4 separate regions of the Mus musculus genome follow, and regions 2, 3 and 4 are each linked to region 1. A link is a contact called in public ChIA-PET and HiChIP or PLAC-seq data. All regions are on one chromosome and are shown on one strand. Each heading gives the region's core, a stretch centred on a gene start, on an enhancer-like site or on the middle of the called end of the contact. The rest is flanking DNA. Distances are from core to core; before and after follow the strand shown.

Region 1 (3,588 bases), core at 665-3,164:
GGCTAGCGAAGTAGTCTACCATTAATATCCTTCTCAACTAGAACTAGTAGTCTACCATTAATATCCTTCTCAACTAGAAGACTGTAAAGATAAGAATAAAAGCAACCTTAGGAGGAGCAGAAACCTGAGTGGTACAACCTGGCTCGATGGAGAGCAGTGTCCATCACTGGGCTCTACTGCTTAGGTTTAGGGAAGTCACTTCAGTGTGCTTAATGGCTGCCATCAAATATTGTCTAACCAACTAGCCGAGGCAACGACTGTGCAGCGTTGGAATCTGCTGATGCTGTGAAAATCCTAAAAAATTTGAGCTGTGAAATAAGGTACGGTTTGATCAAGGTCAGGTCTAAGAATAGTAATTTAAACGAAGAGTATTAGGTCTCTCTATAGTGATTTTGGTAAGATTAGCTGTGAAACAGGATGTACTTATAGTTGTAAGAAATAAGTTCAAGCTTTAAGAACACAGCAGGAAAAGGAGCAGAGAAATCATAGATCTAGAGTTTGGACATTGAAGTCATTGACCTGACAGCAAGTGTTGGGGCAGAAAGAAAAAAAAAAAAAAAAACAACTCACTGACTGTCAAAATAGCATAGGAGGGCAGAGTGGCGCAGTGAGAGAGAACAGGGAAGTAAGCGCCCATCCCACAGCCTCAGGGGAAATGCATTCATAATGGAATAAAAGGTCAGCTATTACCCTTTTCCACTTTAAACCAGTGTCTCTTCTCCTCTGGCCTCTGACTTGCTTTTATTGAGTCAAGTTGCCAGGGGTGTGTCCTGCCAGGTTTTTTTTTTTTTTTTTTTTTTTTTTTTCTTCTTCAGGAAAGACACTGGGCCTTTAAATAGGGCCTGGCCTTTAACATGTGATTATATGAAGCAACCCTGCCTTTGCCTATGTACCCTCAAGTTACTTATCTGCTCCTGCCTCAGCTTCTCTAGTAATGATACCTCAGTTTGCGTTAACAAGTAGGACACTCCACATGGTTCGTCTCACTGTGTAATCTTTAGTTTTGAGAGTCAGCGATCATACTTTTACTTACAATAACTATCAGTTACTGAGAGGTCCTAAACAGTGTATTTCATGTACTAGTTTGTCTAACTTGATTCTGCAACAGTGCTTTGAGGTTGATCATTTTAACCTTTCCACAGGAGACAGAGCCCAATAGTAGTACATTTGCCATGCTAGTAAGTATCGGAGCTCATTTTAACTTTTAGTATCACCTAGTACCCAAATCCATCTTCCCCACTGTGGTGCGTGTCACAGATCCCAGCCATTGCTTGTGTATGTAAGCAGTTGATAAAGTTCCTCTGAACTTATATGCCCTCTTAAGTAATTTACGGGGCGTATTTTTTTTCCAAAAGAATAAGTTTTCACCTCAATTAACTGAGTATTTTTCACATTCCTGCTTTAAGAATACTATCCACCAAGGATCTTTCCTTAATGTCAAGAGTAAGTTCTATTTTTAAAATAATCACTAAAAACAAAGTACACTGACTATAAAAGCAGAAGCCTTCATTAGCTTTTAAGGAAAAACAAAACAAGCCTGAAATATATTCCACCTGTAAGGAACTTGTCATTTAATTCTATTGTGTGGGCAATTCTCTGTGTGTTATAGGCATAGCTTGAGTATCGAGCATGAAATGATCACAAACTATACACTCATATTTTGGATCAAGGCTTTGAATTCATTTTACCCCAATCTTTCTATGTGAAAAAGCAGCAGGCTGCGTTAGTCAAACCGCGAACACAAAGAGGATGGTTTTCCATCGCGTGCCTATCCACCAGGTTCTTTTGATTAGGGTTTACTTTGGCTCTTAAGGCAGAACGCGTTGCAGTCAGGAAAGCAGCTGAAGAAGCCTTTAAGTGTTTTGTTTCAGTAGCGCCCCAGCGTACCCTCTGCGCTGTTTCCTCTCCCGGTCTTTCCCGGTTCACTGCGGGTCATGTGATACCGGTCACGTGACTCGGTCAAAGGATCTTTTCCTCTTACCAGCTTTGAGGAAAAAAAAAAAAAAGCGAAACTGTTCTCCAATTAAAGCTGCTAACGTGTACTACGCCGTTTCCTTGTTGGGTTTTCTTGTTCGCTGGCTGCTGCTCCTGTAGAAACAAAATGAGTGGTAAGATTTGCTGATTTTGAACATTCGCTTTTATTTGAAAACATAGGAAGCTTTTGTATTAACCTAAAGCCGTGTTGTGTGTTTTTAGTGCCAAATCTGTTCGCTTTAGAAATACTACATATTGTTATGTGGTTATGAAAATTGTAGACTCTATGAGCTAGAGTGATTTTAAATCTCATAGCATGCCCCATTCTGGCTGGCCTCTTGATTTTTTTCGTCTTTTCTCTTTTAAGACTGATCAGAAAATTGGCATCAGGTAATTTGGAAGCCATTGTGTGCGGCAGGAGTCAGCAGTCAGCAGTCCGTTGTTTATTTAATTTTAAATGCTTAGACAAATCTGTAGTTTTGGGTTTTTTCTAAAAGAAATAAAGAAAAAATTGAATATGAATGGTAGATTAAGAAAGACGATAGGTTTAGTTTATGTTAGGTAAAATGAACTAGGTATAAATCATTGATGGTACCTTTAAGAATTGGGATGGGAAGTTTTTCATATTTAAGGCAAATGACAAACAGAATTGTACCCACTTTTGCAGATTTTAAAAATAAGTAGGCCCTTAACAGTAATGTAATCACTCTGCTTTGGGGTAGCTTTTGCCTAAAGCTTGTCAATTCTGAAGGAGCTGTTAGGTGTAGCTACAGTTGTTCAGGTACAGCTTTCTTGTGCCAGGTGGACATGTTATGTACTCCTATAACAGGTTTGCTTCTTCCCTGGACACAGTCTGCTTTGCTGCATACAAATTTAAGACAGTTTGCAGTTAATTTTCTAGAACTTTCTGAGTTAGAAAGTACTGTTGGACCTGAGAGGTAGTCAGGCATTGTGTCAGTGAGTGTCCAGGGTTTAGAGTTTGATGCAGGACAAGCAACATGGTGCTGCCAGCATTGTGGATCTGAATATCAGTACTTGTGTTTACTGTCTATGTATTGGGGGTGTGGCAGGTTTGTGTTCAGTGTTGAATATATCCCACCATTATTTTAGATAAATGTACATAGCACTGATAAATTATCTTTTTAAAATCTAACTGTGTGGCATTTCTGCCTCCGAACTAGAAAATTTACTTAAGTAGTCAAAGTGATCACGTCATAAAGGAGTCCTTTGTGAAACTAAATGATGACTTGTTCCAGCAGCTATCAAAGTAAACTGTGAGCTGAGTCCAGTGGCACATGTCTGTAATCCTAGCATTGTGGAGGCTGAGATGGGAGTGTGGGTGCATCGCCTGAAAGTTACTGCTCTAATAGCCACAGAGAAACAGAACACCGGGTTTAGTTGTTCTGCTTTGAAGATGCCTGTCTGCTTTCTTTCATTTCCACATCATCTTCATCAATCTCTGTCTGGCATTAATGACTTGACACAAGGTTCAGCATGGCAGTGGGTGCAAAGAGCCTGCAGTCTAAGCTTAGTACATAGAGCTCAGTAAAGTTTCCTTGACTAAGTAAACAAATGCAATTTTCAATAAAATCTCTAGTTCTCAGCCAATTTCCA
Region 2 (3,588 bases), core at 416-2,915, 610 kb before region 1:
ACCTATGCTGAATAATTACCGACAGAACCAAAGGAAATCGTATTTTGTCTGTCTGATTTCACAAGATCATATGACCTTTCCCTTCTGCCTTGGTTTCATAATTTAATAGCTAATTCAGCAAGTATTACTGAGCCTTGTGTATGGAATGCTGCTAATACTAGGGGTCATTTATTTAAGGAAAACAGCCTTGGAGGTTAGGCTATTGTTTAAATGCTACTTACAATAGTATAAAGGAATTTAATGTTTCAAAAAAAAATCCCCTCATAATTGAGAATGGACAGTAAGCAGGCCCTTTCACCTTCTGTCTGCAGTGTACCGTCTAGCATATCTCCGACTAAATACACTCTGTGCACGCCTTCTGTCTGACCACCCAGAGCTAGAGCACATCATCTGGACTCTGTTTCAGCATACATTGCAAAATGAGTATGAGCTCATGAGAGACCGACATTTGGACCAGGTAAGAAAAGCAGTCACTTCCCCATCGTTTCTTCCTGCTCATAGTTGACTGTGTGCTATATATCACATTCAAGTGACCATCTACATTAGCTTAGTAGTATATATTACCATACATTGTATAACATACATAGAGTTCCTTGTTGAATACCATTTATATTTTTTATATAGCTTTTACAAATTAGAGGTATATATTTTAATAACTATTTAATGACACAAACATTTAACCTTTTCTGTATTGTGATAAGCTAGATTTCATTTTACTGTGGAAATGACATGAGCCAGAGACCAGCCAGCTATCTAACCAGGAGATATGGTGTATGCCTGTAATCACAACTATTCTTGAGAGGCTGACTCACAAATTTGAGGACTTGCCAGCACTACATGTTAAGTTCAAGACCACTCTGGCCACTTAGTGAGACTCTGTCTCAAAATTCAATAATAAAAAAGCTGGTGTTGTAGTTCAGTGGTGAAGCATTTGCCTGTCATACACAGAGCACTGGTGCTCTGATCCTAGTAACAAAAAATGATTTACAGCCGGGTGGTGGTGGTGCACGCCTTTAATCCCAGCACTCGGGAGGCAGAGACAGGCGGATTTCTGAGTTCGAGGCCAGCCTGGTCTACAAAGTGAGTTCCAGGACAACCAGGGCTACACAGAGAAACCCTGTCTTGAAACAAACAAACAAACAAACAAACAAAAACAACAACAACAAAAAAAGATTTACAAAGAATCAGAGACTCCAAAACAGGAATGTGGGGAGGGGAAGGAAAGTGGGGCTTATAAACAGAATAATTCCTCCTAGCTTCCTTTTTCTTCTTAAAGGGGATAAAAAACATTTAGAGGAGTGTGTGCAGTTTATCAAAGCATACATTTTTAAATGTATAGTTCAGTGATTTAGTATATTTGTAGAGTTGTAAAACTACTAACACAATCTATTTTATTTAAACCATTTTCTCACACCAAAGAGAAACTCTGTTGTCTCTAAGAGTCCTCAACAACATAAATCTACTTTCTTTTTCTGTAGATTTGTCGAATCTGAACATTTTATGTAAATAGAATCATATGTAATTTCATATTTAGGGTGTGTGTGTGTGTGTGTGTGTGCGCGCGCGCGCACGTGTGTGCAGGTGTGCAGGGTAGGGTCCTGACTGAGTTCTATGACCTTGCAAATCCTAGGCAAATGTTCTTCCACTGAACTTCGTCCCCAGCCTTGAGTGTGGATGGCTTCTTTATAGAGCACAGGTTCAAGGTTCATCTGTGTTGTAGTTTCTGTCACATACTACATTATGTTTATAATTCATCAGTTGATAGAAACTGGATTATTTCTTCTTTGATGTATTATGAATAATGTCAATATTCATATATAAGGTTTGTAAAACATGTTTTTATTTTTCTATGTATATGTAAGTAAAATTTCTGGGTCATATGTTAAATCTTTAACCTTTTTGAGAAATGGCAGGGATATTTTCTAAAATGGCTTTACCAATTTATGTTTTATTTTTAAAGATTTATTATTTTTAAGTGTGTGTGGGAGGGTGTTTCTATGTGTAGGTACATGCATGTTTACAGTATCTGTGAAGGCCAGAGACATTGGGTCCCCTGGGGCTGGATCATAGGCATATGTAGCTGGTAGCTAATGATAGCGAACATCTGCTTTAGAGAAGTGTGTGTTAAAATCCTTTCTGAAAAGACAGCAAGAGTCTTCCTCACTGAGCGTGGCGGTGTGCAAACAGACCTCAAACTCACAGAGCTCTGCCTAAGTCTGCCCCTCAGTTCTGGAATTAAAGGCACAGCCACCACAACAGGCGGCAATGATTTAAAAAAAAAATATGTTCTGTATATATCTTTTTCTATGAAATATGTGTTTTGAAAATGTTTTATCCTCTGAGAAACTTCAGGTCATCTTTGGTTTGTTTTTTGTTTTGTTTTTTGCTTCTTTTTTTTTTGTTGTTGTTGGTGGTGATGGTTGGTTGTTTTGGCTACTGGTATTTTGATGTATGAACAAAAACATTGTCAAGTTTGGAGGCATCAAGACCTCATTTTTCCCAAGAGCTTTGTGCTCTTAGTTTTCTGTTTCAGTTTCAATCCACTTTGACTTAGTTTTGCAAGAGGGCAGGGGAGGACTTCTCCCTCCAGTTGTTCCAGCACAGGAGCCCCACCCCCCTCTTTCCTCTCACTCTTTCTCCTTGGTGTGAATCCAGGGCCTCTTACTTTGTGGCAAACACTTCACTGAGCTATGCCCATTCCCACACCATCTCTTGAAATGCATCCTTTTTTTTTATTATTATTCTTTTTCTTTTTCTCTGTTGACAGCTGTTGAAAGTCTATTGATTTTTTTTTTTTTTTAGTGTACACATGTTTATTCCTGAGACTCATTTCCAGTCTGTTATCTATGTAGCTATTTTGGTGAGAATACACTGTCTTAGTTACTATAGCATTCCAATTTTTTGGAATAAAGAGACACAATTGTACTTTGTTCTTTTTGCAAGATCAATTTAACTGTCCTGAAACTTAAATTTCCATGTGAGTTTTAGGACTGACTTGTCATTTTCTCTGAAGATTTTGAAAGAAAGTTCACGGGCTAATGTGTCAGTTTGGGGGATGTCACATGTAGCATGAAGTCTTCAATCCATACGGAGGATGCGGCTCCTTCCCATCCTTCCAGGCTTTAATTTCTTTCAATAATAGTTTATAGTTTTCAGAATACAAGTCTTACATTTATTTTTTTAAAGATTTATTTACTTATTATAAGTAAGTACACTGTAGCCGTCTTCAGATACTCCACTCCACAAAAGGGAATCAGATCTCATTACAGATGGTTGTGAGTCATCATATGGTTGCTGGGATTTGAACTCAGGACCTTCAGAAGAGCAGTTGGTGCTCTTAACTGCTGAGCCATCTCTCCAGCCCCTTACATTTATTTTATTAACTATACTCCTATGTATTCTATTCTCTTTAATAATAAAGGAAATTATTTTTATTTCATTGTTTTGTTGATCTGTGTGATTTTTGTATCAGCAAAGTATTAGCTTCATACAGATAGTTGGGAACTTCTAATTTCAGAAGAACTTTTTAAGAATTGATATTGATATTGAGTCTTTTTCTTCTTGGAATTTTGCTGAATTCACCAATGA
Region 3 (3,588 bases), core at 536-3,035, 570 kb before region 1:
GATTTAAGATGTCCGAATGTCTAGACTGTTTCTAGATATATTTTTTATCTGAAAGACAGCTTTCAGATTGAAAGCAATCAAATCAAATTACCTCTAATTAGTATTGTGTTAGTTTCCAATAGTTTTAGTTCCCCTCCCCAAGGGCTCCCAGAAAGAGGTTCATTAGATCCTGTACCCAAGTCCTAAGGTCGCACAGCAAAAGTACCTTCCTCTTCCTCGTTCTCAGAACTGTCCCAAGAGGGAAAGGACAAGCTTACCCACGGAGAGAAGGCGCCAGGTGACAGCCGGGGTGGCGAAGCAGGCAAACACGTCATCGGTGCAGCAGAAGTGAGTGTGGTGTGGAAGGATCACCGACTGGCCCCGGCACTGGCCCCACATGTACACGTGCCCACCTTGTGTCTTGGCAGCAGATGTGTGGGCAGAGTGACAGGCTGCAATCTCTATGATTCTAAATTCACAAGCAAATGCCACAGAGGCACATTAACAGGAGGACAAGAGCTGGCCTCTCCTTCCCCGAGTGCACTTGACTCAGACTGTGCCGACTAACTAGCTGACAGAGGTGGATAGGCCCAAGGAACAGAAAGAACAAAGCAAGACTTGGACAACTCACTTCCTAAACTTTCAGCCACCAAATGCTGGAACCATACTTTGGTGGCATTTATAACATGAGGATCTATTGATTACCAGTAGGTCTTAAAAATATATGCCATCTTACTTTGAGTTAAAAATGCAATGTTTAAGCTGGGCGTGGTGGCGCATGCCTTTAATCCCAGCACTTGGGAGGCAGAGGCAGGCAGATTTCTGAGTTCGAGGCCAGCCTGGTCTACAGAGTGAGTTTCAGGACTACACAGGGCTACACAGAGAAACCCTGTCTAGAAAAACAAACAAACAAACAAACAAACAAACATGCAATGTTTAACCCTTAAAAGCATTACTAACTAGATAAAGACATGGATCATCTTACCTGGGTCAATGCATAAAATCTCAAGGTAGGATGGGGTTCTATACATAAACTAGCTCAGCAGGAAAACTGCCCTGGGCTTGTCCCTGTCACCAAAACCAAACCATCAGGTACTTTACAAGGAGAGGGCTGAAAAGTCACCCTGGCTTCTGCTCTGTACAATGAACTCAATAGTTTGTTGTTTTAATGCCAGAGAGCAACCCTGGGACTTCTGCATGCTGACAGAATCTACTGAAGGGATTCCAGGCCTCCTGCATGCCAAGAGGATGCCTTACCCTGCTGGCTCCTGGCCTTCTGCACACTAAAAGGATGCGATATACTGAGTGGATCCCCATATGTGCTGGGCACAGTGTCTGGTACAGCAATCAGCACAGCAGGGCCTCCACTCTATGCTGCTCCTGCAAATCAGAACTTCCTGCTCTCTCTCTTCACGTCTATAATTGGGCAATCTCATGCCACAAGATGAAGTGGGCTAAGCCAAAGAAGGGTGTAAACAGAAGGAATGAAAGAAATAAGCAGAAACAGAGACTGTCAGTCGGTTCAACGAAACCGCAGGGAAATGAGTGACCAGCTGAGTGACCCTTTCTGTGTAAGGATTAAAACAGGGAACTTCAGTGTCACGCGATTTCAATAGGCCTGTTTGGGAAGTGTGGCTAGTGGACTAATCCTGATCCCTGAGGTTGGATAAATAACTCGTTTTCAGATCCATGACTGGAAATGTAGCATAAAAGATTCCACTTTGACTTTTAGCCTCATGGGTCAGGGCAAAGCCAGGACGTCTGGCAGTTTGGTTAACTCATCGCTGCACAGCTTTTAGTGAAATGCCTCTTACACAAGATTGTATTTGGGTCATGCACTTGGGTTGGCAGACCTTGTCTAATCTCTCCTAACGTTTGTGTGGTTGGATCAAGGAACTGACTCCCACAGCTGGTGCTCTGTGGAATGGCCCTGCACAATGAGAAAATGGCCCAAACGATCTGGTTTTCTAAGTATATGCTTTTCAGCAGATATGGAAACAGCCAATAAAATCCATCTACTAGAAGGAAAATGTGCCCACTGCTCCCACCTCACAGAAGACATAAGGGCCTCAGTGGCGGTCATCAGAGCATCCTGGTTTGGGCACAACACTAGCTCTGAGGCAAAAGTAGTCTGTATAAGCCATATCATTTATACTCTTATTATCAGTTTTATTATTTTGGTTTGGTTTGGTTTTTTTGAGACAGGGTTTCTCTGTGTAGCCCTGGTTGTCCTGGAACTTACTCTGTAGACCAGGCTGGCTTTGAACTCAGAAACCTGCCTGTCTCTGCCTCCGCCTCCGCCTCTGCCTCCCAAGTGCTGGGTTTAAAGGCATGTGCCACCACTGCCTGGCTTTATTGTATTTTTAAGGGGAAAAAAAAAACTCAAGGTAGGGAGAGAAAAATGCATAACTTATAGACAGGGTACAGGCTACCAAGCAGCCACTGTCCCAGAGGCAATGAAATGAGGTAGTCCCAAAGACTGAGGCATCAAGGGCAGCTTGTTCCATGACTAACATTATTCAAACAGGTGCTGCAGGGGCCAGACTGGGAGCTCGGCTTCCACCTGGAGAGAAGCAGCAAATGAGAGTATAGCAGTCTACCAGCTCTGCTGGGTAAGACAGCAGACCTGGGAGCTACTGGGACTGACAGACTTTGGATTTGTCAGAGGAGCACAGAGCCTGTGAGGCAGAGGAAAACCTATAGCCAAGCTACAGGCAGAGAGGCATAGTAAGACAGGAAAGAGGCACTGATAGGAGCTTCTATCTGGAACAGACAACTCAGTGTAGGGGCAAGTAAGCCATGGGCTTTGCTAGGAACCATGCTGTCTCTTACAACAAAGGCCCATGAGCGCAGTGTTGAGCTGATGTGACAGGTAAGTGGGAGAGAGCTCTGGACAAGGAGGTGAGGTAAGAAGACAGTGTTCTAAGGATAATGTGCATGACAGACAGCTGGGAGCTAGCTGGGAGGACCCAGGGCAGGACACTGCTTCAGCTAAGCCCCATCTTCAGGGTAACCTGGATGAACAGCCAAGGAGGAGTCAGACTCGGCCCTGCAATGAGAGCCCTGAACACTCTGGCCCTGCCGTACTGCATGGCTGAAGCCGTGCTGCAGTGAACTCCACATACAGAGAGCTAAGCAGCTAATAAAAGGGGGGGGGGTTGTTGCTGCTGCTTTGTTTTGTTAAGCACTCAGACATCTCAACTCTCACTAGCATTCTATGAGACAGAAAGACTAAGAATCTAATTCCCAGATGGAATTACATGGTTCTGTAACCACCCAGTGGACTACTAAAGACCTCAAGAGGCCACAGAATTATCAAAAATTCAAGGCTTGGCTAATTTTACATTATAATGAATTATAATATGCCTTTATGGGATCAACTTAAGGACACACGTGCCAAACCTTTTAAAAGCGTCTCGTTTGGTTGAGCAGAGAATCCAGTGTACATAGGTTTTATTTTTCTTTCTCTATGAACAGGCACTAACAACTATAGACTCACCTCCTGCCCCACCCATACAATCCCTCCCTAATTAGGCTTCGCTGGAAGGAGCCCCAGAAGAGTAAGAAGAAAGTCATGACCCATGAATGAGCCTTAGCCACTGGGAAGGG
Region 4 (3,588 bases), core at 678-3,177, 510 kb before region 1:
CCTGAGACTCTCAGAGACCCCCCAGCATCCCAGCTTCCCAGAGACCCCCAGCATCTCAGTTTGCTTAGGAATCTGTTAAGATGCAGGGCCACAGTCCTTACTGCATCGCCAGGACTATGTACATGGTGGAAGTGCAGTATTCACTGAAGGAGTGTGCACGGTTCCTGTTGCTGTGTCAAAATAACTGGCAGAATCTCCTTAAGTAAGTAAGTGTTTACCACAGCTCAAAGTTTGAGGGTACCTGTCCTTCTCTCCGTGGTACCGTGGTGGGAGGAGCATGAGGCAGCCCCTCCCACATCGCTTCTGCAGTTAGGAAGCAAAGAGGAGAGAATTCCTGTCTCTCAGACCGCCTTCTCCTTTATTCAATCTGGGACCTGAGCCAATTAAACAGTACCACTCAGTGGGGCTGGGTCCTCCCTCTTCAGTCAACCTGTTCTGGAAACATCCTCATAGACATGTCTAGTGGTAGGTGGTTCTAAGTCCAGCTGAAATGACAATGAAGATTAATCACCACAGAGTGGACGAACGAGTAAATGAACAGACGGTAGATGGTCATATGAGGTGATCCATAAGAGAGAATTCAGATACATGGCATCGGTGGATTCTAGAACTACATAATGAGGCTGTGATTTAGCAACTACAATGGATTTATACACAAAGGTCTCTCAGCTAGAGATGCGTGTCATCATGGCTGGCTTACCAAAAGGGCACAGGCCTCTCCAGATGTGGCTCCCTGATTTTCGATTTGCAGCGCCCAGAACTGAAAAACCTAGATGAATCCTCTCTTTTCAAATCAAATTCATGGGTGTTCATACCAACAGAAAACAGCCTGAAGGGAGGAGGTTAGGGTGGAGTGACATGGAGTGAACACATGACTGGCCTTTGCTGATTCTGAAATGCAGGCAAGAAAACACACTATCTTCCAGGGCTTTCTGGCCCTGCAGACACCTTGATTTTAGCCTATGAACTCCAATATGCCCTCATTTCACAAAAGAGGACAAGAGCCCCAAGACTCACTCTGACTCTGCCCTAATTCATACAAGTTGGTGACCTATCTCAAATCCATCAGGACAGTGAAGACTAGGGGTTCATAAATGCAGCGTTCGGATTTGTGAAGTCTGGGCTGGGATCTGGCTCCCTGCTTTTCCAACGTGCTGGCAGACAAAGCCTGGAGCCCAGGGTTCAGATTCCTGCTTCCATCTTGGGATCTGACAATCTAGAAAAGCCAGGGACATCTGATGGGATTCCACAAGGAGGCAGTAGGGATCCAATGTGTGTAAGTCTTTGGAGAATGGGATTTATTGTCTCACAGGACAAGGCAAGATAATAAAGGCATAATTCTCTATGTTTCCTGTGAGGCAGATATCACCAAAATGGGATAGGTTTCTTGTGCTTCAGGCTGCCCTGTAACCTGCTCTGTATCCAGGTGGCCTTGAATTTATATTCCTGCTGTTTCAGCCTCCCAGGCTATGGAACGTCAGACCAGCACCATCATGGCCAGGCGGCTATGTGATTAATATTTGTAGCTGAAAAGGCATCTTAAACTTGCCAGCATATGTCTGCCATTGCATACAGCACAGAGATCAAAACACCATGGTTCTTTATTTTCAACTTTGAGAGAGAGAGAGAGAGAGAGAGAGAGAGAGAGAGAGAGAGAGAGAGAGAGAGATTAATGTGATTGTGGGAGAAAACATTAGTCTTTAATTTCAACCCCAAGTTTTATGTATTTCCTTTTAGAAAAAAATAATAATGCGCTTATCTTTGAGAAACGTCTCTGAAATCTTGACAATGCGGGGGCTCCTGGGTGACCCCGCCTCTCCTCTGGCCTCAAAACTCCTCCTTCGGGCGCTGCAAACTCAGAACCAGGATGCCGCCTGCCCACCAACTGCAGCTGTGGTTTCCTCAGTCTTTGTTTTGGAAAAAAAAATATGCTGCCCTACTTCTCTGTCCTTGTAGAACGTACATCTGTTTCTGGCTACCAGAGCCACCTGCAGGCTAAGAGTCTTCTGGTTTCATTTTTGAAGCAGCTCCCTGGCACGCAAGTGAGGAGTATCAGTGCTCAGACACATGACTGCAGGAAGGGAGCAAATGCTGGACTGTTCTCTGTGACTCTACCTTTTAAAAAGCTTTTCTCTGCTCCCATCTCCCCTTCCTTCTCCCTCTATCTGTCTTCCCTTCTCTCCCTCTTTCCCTCATCTCTCTCAATTTATTTTCATTTTAGACAGGGTTTCCTTTATGGCCCAGACTGGCCTTAAGCTTTCTTTTTGTAAAAAACAAAAAAAAAATTGGTTATTTTACTTATATACATTTCAAATGTTATCCCCCTTCCTGGTTTCCCCTCTGTAAACCCCCCTATCCCCTCCCCGTCCCCCTGTTTCTATGAGGGTGCTCACCCACCCACTCCCACTTCATCACCCTAGCATCCCCTTATGCTAGGGCATTAAGCCTGCACAGGACCAAGGGCTTCCCCTCCCATCGATGTAAGATAAGGCCTTCCTCTGCTACTTATGCAGCTGGAGCCATGAGCCCCATCATGTGTATTCTTTGGTTGGTGGTTTAGTCCCTGGGAGATCTTGGGGGCTGGGGGGGGTGTCTGGTTGGTTAATATTGTTGTTCTTCCTATGGGGCTGCAAACCCCTTCAGCTCCTTCAGTCCTTCCCCTAATCCTCCATTGGGGTCTCCGTGCTTAGTCTGATGGTTGGCTGCAAACATCTGCTCTGGCAGAGCCTCTCAGGAGACATCCTGCCCCAGCCTCCTAAGTGCTGAGATTATAGGCATTTATGCAACTATGTCTCTCTTGTAGTGGCTCAAATATGGTCCCCAGCCCCAACGGTGTTTATATAGAAGGGATTTTTAAAGTATTTTCTTTTCTTCATGTGTATGCATAGATGTGTGTGTGTGCGTGTGCGTGTGCGTGTGCGTGTGTGTGTGCGTGTGCGTGTGTGTGTGTGTGTGTGTGTGTGTGTGGCAGGTACAAGTTTATGTGCATGCATGCATGTGAAGACCAGAAAACCTGTCACGCTTCCACTAGTTCTCAGGCAGCTGCTCACCTTAGGTTTATTTTAAATTTTAAATTTTTTAAAATTTTTGCCGTTTTTGTTATTATTTTGTTTTGTTTTTGAGACAGGTTTCTCTGTATAGCTCTGGTTGTCCCGAAACTCATCTGTAGATCAGCCTGGCTTGGAACTCAGAGATCCACCTACCTCTGCCTTCCAAATGCTGGGATTAAGGGTGTGTGCCAACCATACCCAACTCACCTTATTTTGCTTTTGTTTCCTTTCTCTTTAAAAATGACATAAGGTCTCTCACTGGCCAGGAACTTAACAAGTCCTTCAGGCTGGCTAGCCAACAAACCCCTGGAATGTGTCCATTTCTTCCTTCCCATGGCTGGGATTAAACCCACACCATCATGCACTGGAGTTTTACGTGGGTCCTGGGGAGGGAGGTTGATTGAACTCAGATTCTCATGTTTGCAAGGCAAGCACTTTATCAACTGAACTATCTTTGCAGCCCTAAAGCATTTCTAAGATAACTTTTCTGCAAACTCCCTCAGCTCTGGTGTTTGCCTGTAAAGGTCATGATGATGCT

What was found. ChIA-PET counts read pairs in DNA pulled down with a chosen protein or histone mark. HiChIP or PLAC-seq counts read pairs in DNA pulled down with a chosen protein or histone mark.
Region 2: an H3K27ac HiChIP or PLAC-seq map of large pre-B cells shows a contact between it and region 1, with 2.2 times the contacts expected there. The contact joins two enhancer-like sites. A contact is called at or near these places in 1 of 39 promoter capture datasets (cranial neural crest), 1 of 484 Hi-C or Micro-C datasets (bone marrow-derived macrophages), 2 of 115 datasets of contacts at active chromatin or transcription factors (CD8 T cells and large pre-B cells) and 1 of 9 other capture datasets (adipose tissue).
Region 3: an H3K27ac HiChIP or PLAC-seq map of bone marrow-derived dendritic cells shows a contact between it and region 1, with 2.8 times the contacts expected there. The contact joins two enhancer-like sites. A contact is called at or near these places in 2 of 115 datasets of contacts at active chromatin or transcription factors (bone marrow-derived dendritic cells and embryonic stem cells) and 2 of 9 other capture datasets (liver and pancreatic islet).
Region 4: an RNA polymerase II ChIA-PET map of memory CD8 T cells shows a contact between it and region 1, with 44 read pairs. The contact joins two enhancer-like sites. A contact is called at or near these places in 6 of 39 promoter capture datasets (the 3T3-L1 cell line, cranial neural crest, hippocampal neurons and 2 more), 1 of 15 datasets of contacts at CTCF or cohesin (the NIH/3T3 cell line), 7 of 484 Hi-C or Micro-C datasets (the C10 cell line, the G1E-ER4 cell line, LSK cells and 4 more) and 13 of 115 datasets of contacts at active chromatin or transcription factors (the 230-238 cell line, acute myeloid leukemia, bone marrow-derived dendritic cells and 10 more).

Annotation. Positions count from the first base shown.
Region 1 is chr14:72,601,442-72,605,029 of GRCm38.p6, reverse strand. All of the region lies in intron 3 of Fndc3a (fibronectin type III domain containing 3A), which reads left to right. Among named protein-coding and RNA genes, the nearest start is that of Fndc3a, 110 kb to the left of the region's middle. Within about 2 kb of position 1,914, at least 368 of the 459 cell types and tissues checked have an H3K27ac peak or open chromatin away from gene starts, as enhancers often do. A contact at or near this core is called in the G1E-ER4 cell line, acute myeloid leukemia, bone marrow-derived dendritic cells and 10 more, where this site is marked.
Region 2 is chr14:73,208,473-73,212,060 of GRCm38.p6, reverse strand. Rb1 (RB transcriptional corepressor 1) reads left to right here. Exons shown (of 27, transcript NM_009029.3): 20 at 312-457. Among named protein-coding and RNA genes, the nearest start is that of Mir687, 3.4 kb to the right of the region's middle. Within about 2 kb of position 1,665, at least 11 of the 459 cell types and tissues checked have an H3K27ac peak or open chromatin away from gene starts, as enhancers often do.
Region 3 is chr14:73,170,583-73,174,170 of GRCm38.p6, reverse strand. It overlaps Rcbtb2 (regulator of chromosome condensation (RCC1) and BTB (POZ) domain containing protein 2), which reads right to left. Exons shown (of 15, transcript NM_001170694.1): 11 at 258-448. Among named protein-coding and RNA genes, the nearest start is that of Gm52109, 5.9 kb to the right of the region's middle. Within about 2 kb of position 1,785, at least 72 of the 459 cell types and tissues checked have an H3K27ac peak or open chromatin away from gene starts, as enhancers often do. A contact at or near this core is called in bone marrow-derived dendritic cells and liver, where this site is marked.
Region 4 is chr14:73,115,485-73,119,072 of GRCm38.p6, reverse strand. No RefSeq gene overlaps it. Among named protein-coding and RNA genes, the nearest start is that of Gm35388, 14 kb to the right of the region's middle. Within about 2 kb of position 1,927, at least 152 of the 459 cell types and tissues checked have an H3K27ac peak or open chromatin away from gene starts, as enhancers often do. A contact at or near this core is called in the G1E-ER4 cell line, acute myeloid leukemia, bone marrow-derived macrophages and 9 more, where this site is marked.